Regions from separate parts of the Macaca mulatta genome. Here region 1 is linked to region 2. Evidence: chromatin contacts called from public Hi-C data. All regions are on one chromosome and are shown on one strand. The core of a region is the stretch at or near the end of the contact, and the rest is flanking DNA. Distances in the headings are between cores, read along the strand shown. Region 1 holds the start of FKBP9 (FKBP prolyl isomerase 9). Region 2 holds the start of RP9 (RP9 pre-mRNA splicing factor).

Region 1 (4,078 bases), core at 85-2,584, 150 kb before region 2:
TTTTGAGGCGGAGTCTCACTCTGGAGTGCAGTGGTATGATTTAGTGGTGTGATCTTGGCTCACTGCAACCTTCAACTCCCAGGTTCCAGTGATTTTTCTGCCTCAGTCTCCCAGGTAGCTGGGACTACAGGCCGTGCCACCACACTCTGCTAATTTTTGTATTTTTAGTAGAGAGAGGGTTTCACCATGTTGGTCAGGCTGGTCTTGAACTCCTGACCTCAGGTGATCCAACCACCTCGGCCTCCCAAAGTGCTGGGGTTACATGTGTGAGCCACTGCGCCTGGCCGAATATACTGTTGAATCCGATTTTATCACGTTTTATTCAGTATTTTTGCATTTATATTTATAAATTAGATCGTGCCCTGTTTTTTCAGTTTTATTTTTCCTTTTTGTTGCTCTCTTTGCCAGGTTTTGGTATCAGAATTGTGTTTGCTTCCACAACAAGTTGAAAAAGCGTTGATTTGCTTTCATTATTTCAAAATTTTAATAAATTATAACAACCAATTCCAAGTGCATCTGACTACTCTGATGAATTCCTGTGGCATCTGGGTCTCTATGATGAAGTCCTCCCTGGCATAGGCTCCTATATGGGCGCGAGCTCGGCTCGCTGCAACCTCCGCCTCCCAGGTTCAAGGGATTATCCTGCCTCAGCCTCCCGAGTAGCTGAGAGTACAGGCGCGCGCCACCACGCCTGGCTAATTTTTTTGTATTTTTCGTAGAGACAGGGTTTCATTGTGTTGGCCAGGATGGTCTCGATCTCCTGACCTCGTGATCCGCCTGCCTCGGCCTCCCAAAGCGTTGGGATTACAGGCGTGAGCCATCGCGCCCGGCCTCCCTTTTCTTTTAAGTAGGAAGAAAAAAAAATCCCCAAGGATGGTTTCAGTCTCTTTCAAGGTAGATACCATACCTTTGTAACTAAGTTAAAAAAAAAAATCTAATTTTCCCTCCCTCTCCAAAGCAGCAAGGGGAAATTGGATCCACCGCCACGTAGGAGCCCCTCATGGCACCAAACCCGGTGTCTCCAGGGATGGGCGGAGACCAGCGGGTGGGTTTGGGCAGTACGCGCTTTTCTCTTCCGACTTTGGGCCAAAGCCTTGTCTGGAGATCACAGTGTCTCGCTCGGGGACACGCCCTCCCCAGGCCCAAACTGGGTCCCCATTTGGAGTTCCCAGCCCCCCTCCCCGCCGCGGCGCGCACATTCCCAAGGCCGGGCGGAGCAGGGCGCAGCAGGCCCGCCCTCGGCGCGCGGCCAGGCTGGGCTCCTCCCCTCGAGCTGTGGCCGGGGGGCGGGCGGCAGGGGAGAGGGGGTGGTGGCTGCAGCCCGGGGAGGGCCGGGAGACCGTTCCACGTTTGCAAACGCAGCCGCACGCCCAGGCCTACCCGTGCCGCCCGAGCTCCGCACTGCGTCCGCGCTACTCTCCTCGCCGCCCCGATGGCGTTCCGGGGCTGGAGGCCCCCGCCGCCACCGCTGCTCCTGCTGCTGCTCTGGGTGACCGGGCAGGCAGCGCCCGTGGCTGGCCTGGGCTCCGACGCGGAGCTGCAGATCGAGCGGCGCTTCGTGCCTGACGAGTGCCCGCGCACCGTGCGCAGCGGCGACTTTGTGCGCTACCACTACGTGGGGACGTTCCCCGACGGCCAGAAGTTCGACTCCAGGTACCGCGCCCTTGGCGCCCGGCGCGGCCTCCGCGGATGCGCGTCCCTCTCTCCCGACAGGCCTTTCCCTCCTGCCGGACCTCCCCTAGCTCCGCCCCGTGCATCCGCGCTCCTCCCTTCTTCCGCTGCCCAAATTCTCCCGGACCCCAGACCCTCCGCCGCGGGTGAGCCTCCCGGCCCTCATGTGTCCTAGGCCGCCTGCCTGGGACTGGACCCTTGGAAGACCATGAGCAGAGGGGTTGGGGCAGACCACGCCCTCCTTTTCCTCCAGCGCGTGGACACACGCAAAATCAGTGTAAAATAATCAGTGTGAGTGGGGGCCGCGTTGCACAACTGGAACCCCAAGAGTGGGTGTTCGTGCCTGCCTCTCTTCTCCCTTTCCTGTTCCTTCCCTCCGCTCCCTTGGGAATCTAGTCAGATGGTGCTTCTCACACAAAACGATGATGACGAAGAGGCTAGTGGCCGCAAACATACAATGAGCTGTTAACAATGTGTAGATGTAATTGTAAGTACTTTCCATATTGTAGTGTACTCATTTAATTGTACAGCAGTCTTGTGAGGTAGGTACTATCACTACCCTCATTTTATCAGTAAGGTAACAAGCAACTGAGGCTACGAAGCGTATTGAAACAATGGAGTCAGATTGTTTAATCCAACTCCAGAAGTCTGTGCGCGCAGCTACCATTGCCCTTCCTTTCCGGCCATACAAAAAAACCTCTCTTGGGGCTGGGCGTGGTGGCTCAAGCCTGTAGTCCCAGCACTTTGGGAGGCCGAGGCGGGAGGATCGCTTGAGCCCAGGAGTTTGGGGCTGCAGTGAGCTATGGTCGTGCCACTGCACTCCAGCCTGGGAGACAGACAGAGATCCCATCGCAAAACAAAACACAACACAACACCTCTCCTGGGCGGGAGGTGGTCCAGGACCGTCACTCCGCCTTGCACCAGGCCCTACACCAGGCCCAGAACTCCTTCTCTCAGCTCTGCCTCAGGATCACAGCACCGCTCTCCAGTTTCCCTCCAGTTTAGTTTCGGGTTTAACAGGCCTCTCTTCCTCCAGCACCAGGCTACTCCTCCCCAAGGCTTTTGTTACAAACCCTGGTCCGTGCCAGCACTTCCCTTCGTGAATCACTAGATCAGGCAGAGAGAGCTATTTGTTGAGCCCCTGCTATGTGCCCCAAGGCCTAGGGTCATTATGAATATTTTGTAGACTCTTGACTTTTTTGAAGTTCCAGACAATGAATATACAAAAGCTTTTCAGCATAGTATGTGGCACTAGCAAGTGCTTAGAAATGATCATTCTTACTACTGTTTTAGTTGCTTAAAAAAAAAAAACTAGCTTTATTGAGATATAATGCCATACAATTTGCCCTTTTGGTGTGTACAATTCAATGTTTTTTAGTATATTCACAGAGTTATGCAAACATCACAACTAGCCAATTCCAGAACATTTTCATCATCCCCCGAAAAGAAATGCAGTCACTCCCCAACCCCAGTTAGACTGCCCTCCAGTCCCTTTCAACCACAAATCCACTTTATGTCTCTATGGATTTGCCTCTTCTAGACATTTCGTGTAAATGGAATCATATAATTTGAGTTGCTTTGTATAATCCAGCTTCTTTCATGGTTCATCTATGTTGTAAAGTATGTCAGTACTTCATTCCTTTTTGTGGCCGTATATGTAATATTCCATTGTGTCCATTCATCAGTTGATGGAATTGCTTACACTTTTTGGCTATCATGAATGATGATGTTATGAACATTTATATGCAAGGTTTTGTGTGGATGTACCTTTTCCTTTTTTTTGGATATACACTTAGGAGCTGGAATTGCTGCGTCCTATGGCAACTATGTTACAAACGTTTTGAAGAATAGCTAACCTGTTTCCCCACAATGGCTGCACCATTTTACATTCCCACCAGCAGTGTATGAAGGTTCATAGTTTTCTACCATCTCATCAACACTTATACTTGTCTTTTTTTTTTGAGACAGAATTTCGCTCTTGTCACCCAGGCTAGAGTGCAATGGTGCGATCACAGCTCACTGCAATCTCCCTGCCTCCCAGGTTCAAGCAATTCTCCTGCCTCAGCCTCCTGAGTAGCTGGGATTACAGGTGCCTGCCACCACGCCCAGCTAATTTTTGTATTTTTAGTAGAGATGGGGTTTCGCCATGTTGGCCAGGCTGGTCTCAAACTCCTGACCTCAGGTGATCTGCCCACCTCAGTCTCCCAAAGTGCTGGGATTACAGGTGTGAGCCACTGCGCCTGGCCTGTCTGTCTTTGATTGTAACCATTTAGTGGGTGTGAAATGATATCTCATTGTGGTTTTGATCTGCATTTCCCTAATGGCTAACGATGTTGAGCATCATGTGCTTATTGACCATTTGTGTATCTTCTTTCATGTGCTTCTTTCATAGGGAAGAATTTGTTGC
Region 2 (4,335 bases), core at 1,048-3,547:
TGGTAGCATTTTTAGTACTATTTGAATTTTAAAACTACATATTACTCTGGTATAAATACAATTTAAAGCTCAAACAAGATTCTGAGCTAGCCAAAGCAAATCTCTCAACAGCTCATTCAGTTTTAAATCTCAGAAACTGGAAAAATCCCACCAGTCAATCAGACACCTGAGTTCAGCTCTAGATTTGCTGGTTAGCTGGTCAATGTATGCTTGATCACATGACTGAACCACTGTTCCTCCATTTTTTCATCTATAAAAGTAGGTTATAATCTCTCTCATCTGTGAAAAAGCTCTCTGAGCTACAAATAAGTGGAATTAACCATCCTCTAGCATCCTATAGCTAAATACATTGAGGGCTGGGCAGGGCCAGGCATTATGGTGCTTATGCTAGGGGAAGACCTTTGAACACCTGACTTCCCTGGGAGACCACGAGCGCCACATAGTGACTTGAAAGGGTCAGGACTGCCCTGTAGCGTGGATGCGCACAATGCAGAGTCTCTATCCTGCAACCCCTGCCCTGCTAAGGGGAAAAGTTCAGAGCGGGCCATGCTGGAAAAAGAGCAGGCCAGGTCCCAACATAGGAATTTATCTCACATCAAACCTCCTAGAAGGTTAATTATAAAGGATTTTAACTCTTTGAGGATCTTTCCTTATACGAATTATGTTTTTAAAAAAGTAGACAAATTAAACTTTACTTGGCAAAAAACTGTTTTCAAAGCGGGCACCCCCAGAACCAGAATAGGTCCAGAGCAACTCTGAGGCTGCCACCTGGTGGGATAACATTTATGGACAGGAAAAGGAAAGTGATGTACAGAAAAGCAAAGTGAGGTAGAGAAATAGCTGGATTCCATACAGCCTGGCGTCTGCCTTATTTGAACAGGGTTTCAAAGGTTGACCACCTGTGACGGCCTGAAAATCAGCTGCTGTGACTGTATGAGACTCAGGTACTTGTAACAGTAGGTTACAGTCTGTTTACACATCCACTTAGGTTACAGTTCACTAAGTATAGAGAAACTTTTAGGCTAAACTTAAAATATTCAAGGAGGCAGCTTTAGGCTGTACTTAATTTAACACCTACTTAGCATAGGTAACTAGGAGCGCCTAAAACAGAAACGAATTCTTGAATAATTGAGTGAATGCCACACTCAGAAAAGGTTGTTTTAGGCAGCTAACTATAGAATCACGGACAAGAACTGAAAGAGTTGCTGACTAAACTTTCCACCCCAGGTTTGTGTTAGAATTTAGGAAAAGCCATCCTGATAAATGACTGCAAACGACAAGAATACACCATCCTCAAACATGCCACTCCGGCATATTGATGACTGAGCTATAAGTAACAGAATCAAACAACACAGGATAACTTATTCAGCTACCCCTCAACTGCCTAAAATAAAGTATGACTCTGCTTTTTTCCCTTTTGTTCTTATTATTTTTCGACTCTTCCTGTTGTAAAGAGAAATTTACACCTATAAAGGAAATTTTCTGTAGTAAATGTTTCTGTATCAGGAAGAGAGCTGCTTGGAGGCAACTTTTATCTTCCGAGGGCCTCATCGGGATAACAAAGCAACCTTTATTCACCATACATTTCCCCCCTCACCCTTCCATAACGTCTGCACCACGCCCCAAAAGGCCCACGCCCCTATTCCCTGGCCCTTCTTTCAGTCTCCCACTTTTGTGGTCCTCCAGTGCATGGGTACATAATTAAAACAGTTTTTCTCCTGTTAATCTGTCTTATAACAATTTAATTTGTGGTCCAGCTGAAGAACTTAGAAAGGTAGAGGGAAGCCATATTTCCCTCCCCTACATTTGAATCTTCTTTATACCACACTCTCCCGGGTCATCTGGACTGTCCTGGAACTCCGTGGAGCTAGAGAAGCGCAGGGCCTCCCAAGTCAGATTCTGCTCGGTGCCGAGCGGCAGTTGGCTCCCTGAACGCCCCTCGCTCCCCATCAGGAGGACGGACTTGAAGTCCTTGACCGCGGCGCCCGACATCGGTCGCCCGCACTAGGCTCCTGCCGAGCCCGGCCCCCGTGCCTGCTCGGGGGGGCTCGGAGGACCCGGCTTAGCGCCCACCACCGCGTCCCGCGCCCCCGGCCCCAGGTTTCAGAAGACTGGCCGCGCGCGGACGGCAGCTCGGAACTCACAAGGATTCCAGGTGCTTGAGCTGCTGCAGCTGCTGCGCGTCGTGCCGCCGCCGCTTCTGCTCCCGACGTCGCTGCAGCTCCTGCTCCGGCGGCTCACGCGGCCGCCGCGCGCCCCCAGCCCCCGCGTCCTCGCGCCCCGGCCGGGACGACATCTCGGCCCCCGCAGCGCGGCTCGGGCAACCCCTCCGGCGCGGCGGCGGCGGCGGCGGCGGCGGCGGCGGCCAAGAGAGCACTTCCTTCGCGCGGCGGTCGGGCGGCTCCGCAGCGCCCCCTCCCGCCGCCGCCCCGCAACTCACCTCAGCGGCCGCGAAGTCCCAGCCTTGGCCGCCAGATCCCCGCCTCCCCGCGCCTGGCCCCAACACCGCGGCCCAGCCACCAGACCTGCTGCTGCCGGTGGGCGGGGAGCGCCGCCTAGCTGGAGCGGAAGCGGGGCGAGGCGCTGGTTGGGACCCTGGGTGAGCTTCCCCGAGCCTGGGGGTTCCCGCCTGGCCACGCCCACCTCAGGTATACTAACAACAGTCACGTAGGGATGAGCAGATGAACTGTATTCATAAAAAAAGTTCAAATTAGCCAGGCGTGGTGGCGGGCGCCTGTAGTCCCAGTTACTTGGGTGGCTGAGGCAGGAGAATTGCTTGAACCAGGGAGGCGGAGGTTGCAGTGAGCCGAGATCGTGCCCCTGCACTCCGGTCTGGGCGAAAAAGCGAGACTGTCTCTCAGAAAAAAAAAAAAAAAAGTTCAAAAAGTGAAACGTATGAACATATCACTGTTTGGTAATTGTGTGCACCCAGCTTTATAACTGCAGTTATCTGAAATACCATGAGAGACAACCTAAGTCTTTTGACAGGGTGGGTCACCATGATGTCACCACTGTACCAGTCACCCAAAGAGCCAAGATCTTGAGAAATTTCATCTTTCACAAATGCAGATGTACAAAAAAGACTTTTCTTTATTTATTGAGGAAGTTTCTACATTTTTACATACATGTATAATGCTTATATACACAGTTGCCATTGTAATAATGAGCTTTGAATCATCTTTGCAAAAAATGCCTAAAACAAATGAGAACTCTCTAAAAGTCTTTATACAGTTGACGCCTCCAGTATTAGAAATGAGGTTAAGATGTAATACATAGCATAGTGAATTGTGAAACATAATGCTGACAATTTAAAAAATGAAGAAGCTAAAAGAGAAAACAGAAAAACAAAAGCAAACTCAAAAGAAAATTCAACATAGAAAATGTGTATTGCAGGGATAGATGATGGGCAATTGCATGGAGATTGGCCACATGAACTGCCCAACTTTTATGATGATTAACATATTTTGAAGTCTTGCATCATGATGAATAGCTTTTTTTTTTTTTTCTTTTAGGACATGGCTGTCCTCGATAATATATTCTCATTAATTTTCTATGTGATACTGCTTTTTCCAAAATTCGTTTTCTTTAACTTTTTAAACTTCTTTATTTTGTAGAGACAGGGTCTCACTATGCTGCTTAGGCTGGTCTTGGGCTCCTGGCCTCAAGCAATCCTCCGGCCATAGCCTCCCAAAGCACTGGGATTACAGGTGGGAATCACTGCGCCTCTCAGTGAAATTATTTTGTGATTTGATATTCTCTGACTTCTCTTTATGGTCTCTTTCTGTTGTACCCTCCTGTCCATGAACCCCTCTGTTTTTCTTTTTTTTTTTTTTTTTTTTTTGAGACGGAGTCTCGCTCTGTCGCCCAGGCTGGAGTGCAGTGGCGCGATCTCGGCTCACTGCAAGCTCCGCCTCCCGGGTTCACGCCATTCTCCTGCCTCAGCCTCCCGAGTAGCTGGGACTACAGGCGCCCACAACCGCGCCCGGCTAATTTTTTGTATTTTTAGTAGAGACGGGGTTTCACCGTGGTCTCGATCTCCTGACCTTGTGATCCGCCCGCCCCTCGGCCTCCCAAAGTGCTGGGATTACAGGCGTGAGCCACCGCGCCCGGCCCCCCTCTGTTTTTCTTTTTATTCTTCTACCCCCTCCTAAGATACCAGAGATTCATTCTTGAGGCCAAACAGCCTTGGTGTTGGCCCACTTGTGTTGGGGCAGCTGGACCTGGTCCTTAGTCTGTGCTACTGGACAGGTTTTAAACCTTTCAGAATGGAGCAGCTAAAAAAAGAGTAGATTTTCTCCTGTATTGACCACCCTTCACAGTGTAACCTTGACACCA

Evidence for each region. A called contact is a pair of places that touch in the nucleus more often than the background predicts.
Region 1: a Hi-C map of CD4 T cells shows a contact between it and region 2, with 6 times the contacts expected there. The contact joins the promoter of FKBP9 here to the promoter of RP9 in region 2. A contact is called at or near these places in 4 of 14 Hi-C or Micro-C datasets (CD4 T cells, blood, fetal cortex germinal zone and 1 more).

What each region holds. Positions count from the first base shown.
Region 1 is chr3:95,371,437-95,375,514 of T2T-MMU8v2.0, reverse strand. It overlaps FKBP9 (FKBP prolyl isomerase 9), which reads left to right and starts at 1,334. Exons shown (of 10, transcript XM_015133750.3): 1 at 1,334-1,653. The coding sequence starts at 1,433.
Region 2 is chr3:95,217,503-95,221,837 of T2T-MMU8v2.0, reverse strand. RP9 (RP9 pre-mRNA splicing factor) reads right to left here and starts at 2,297. Exons shown (of 6, transcript NM_001257627.1): 1 at 2,145-2,297. The coding sequence starts at 2,296.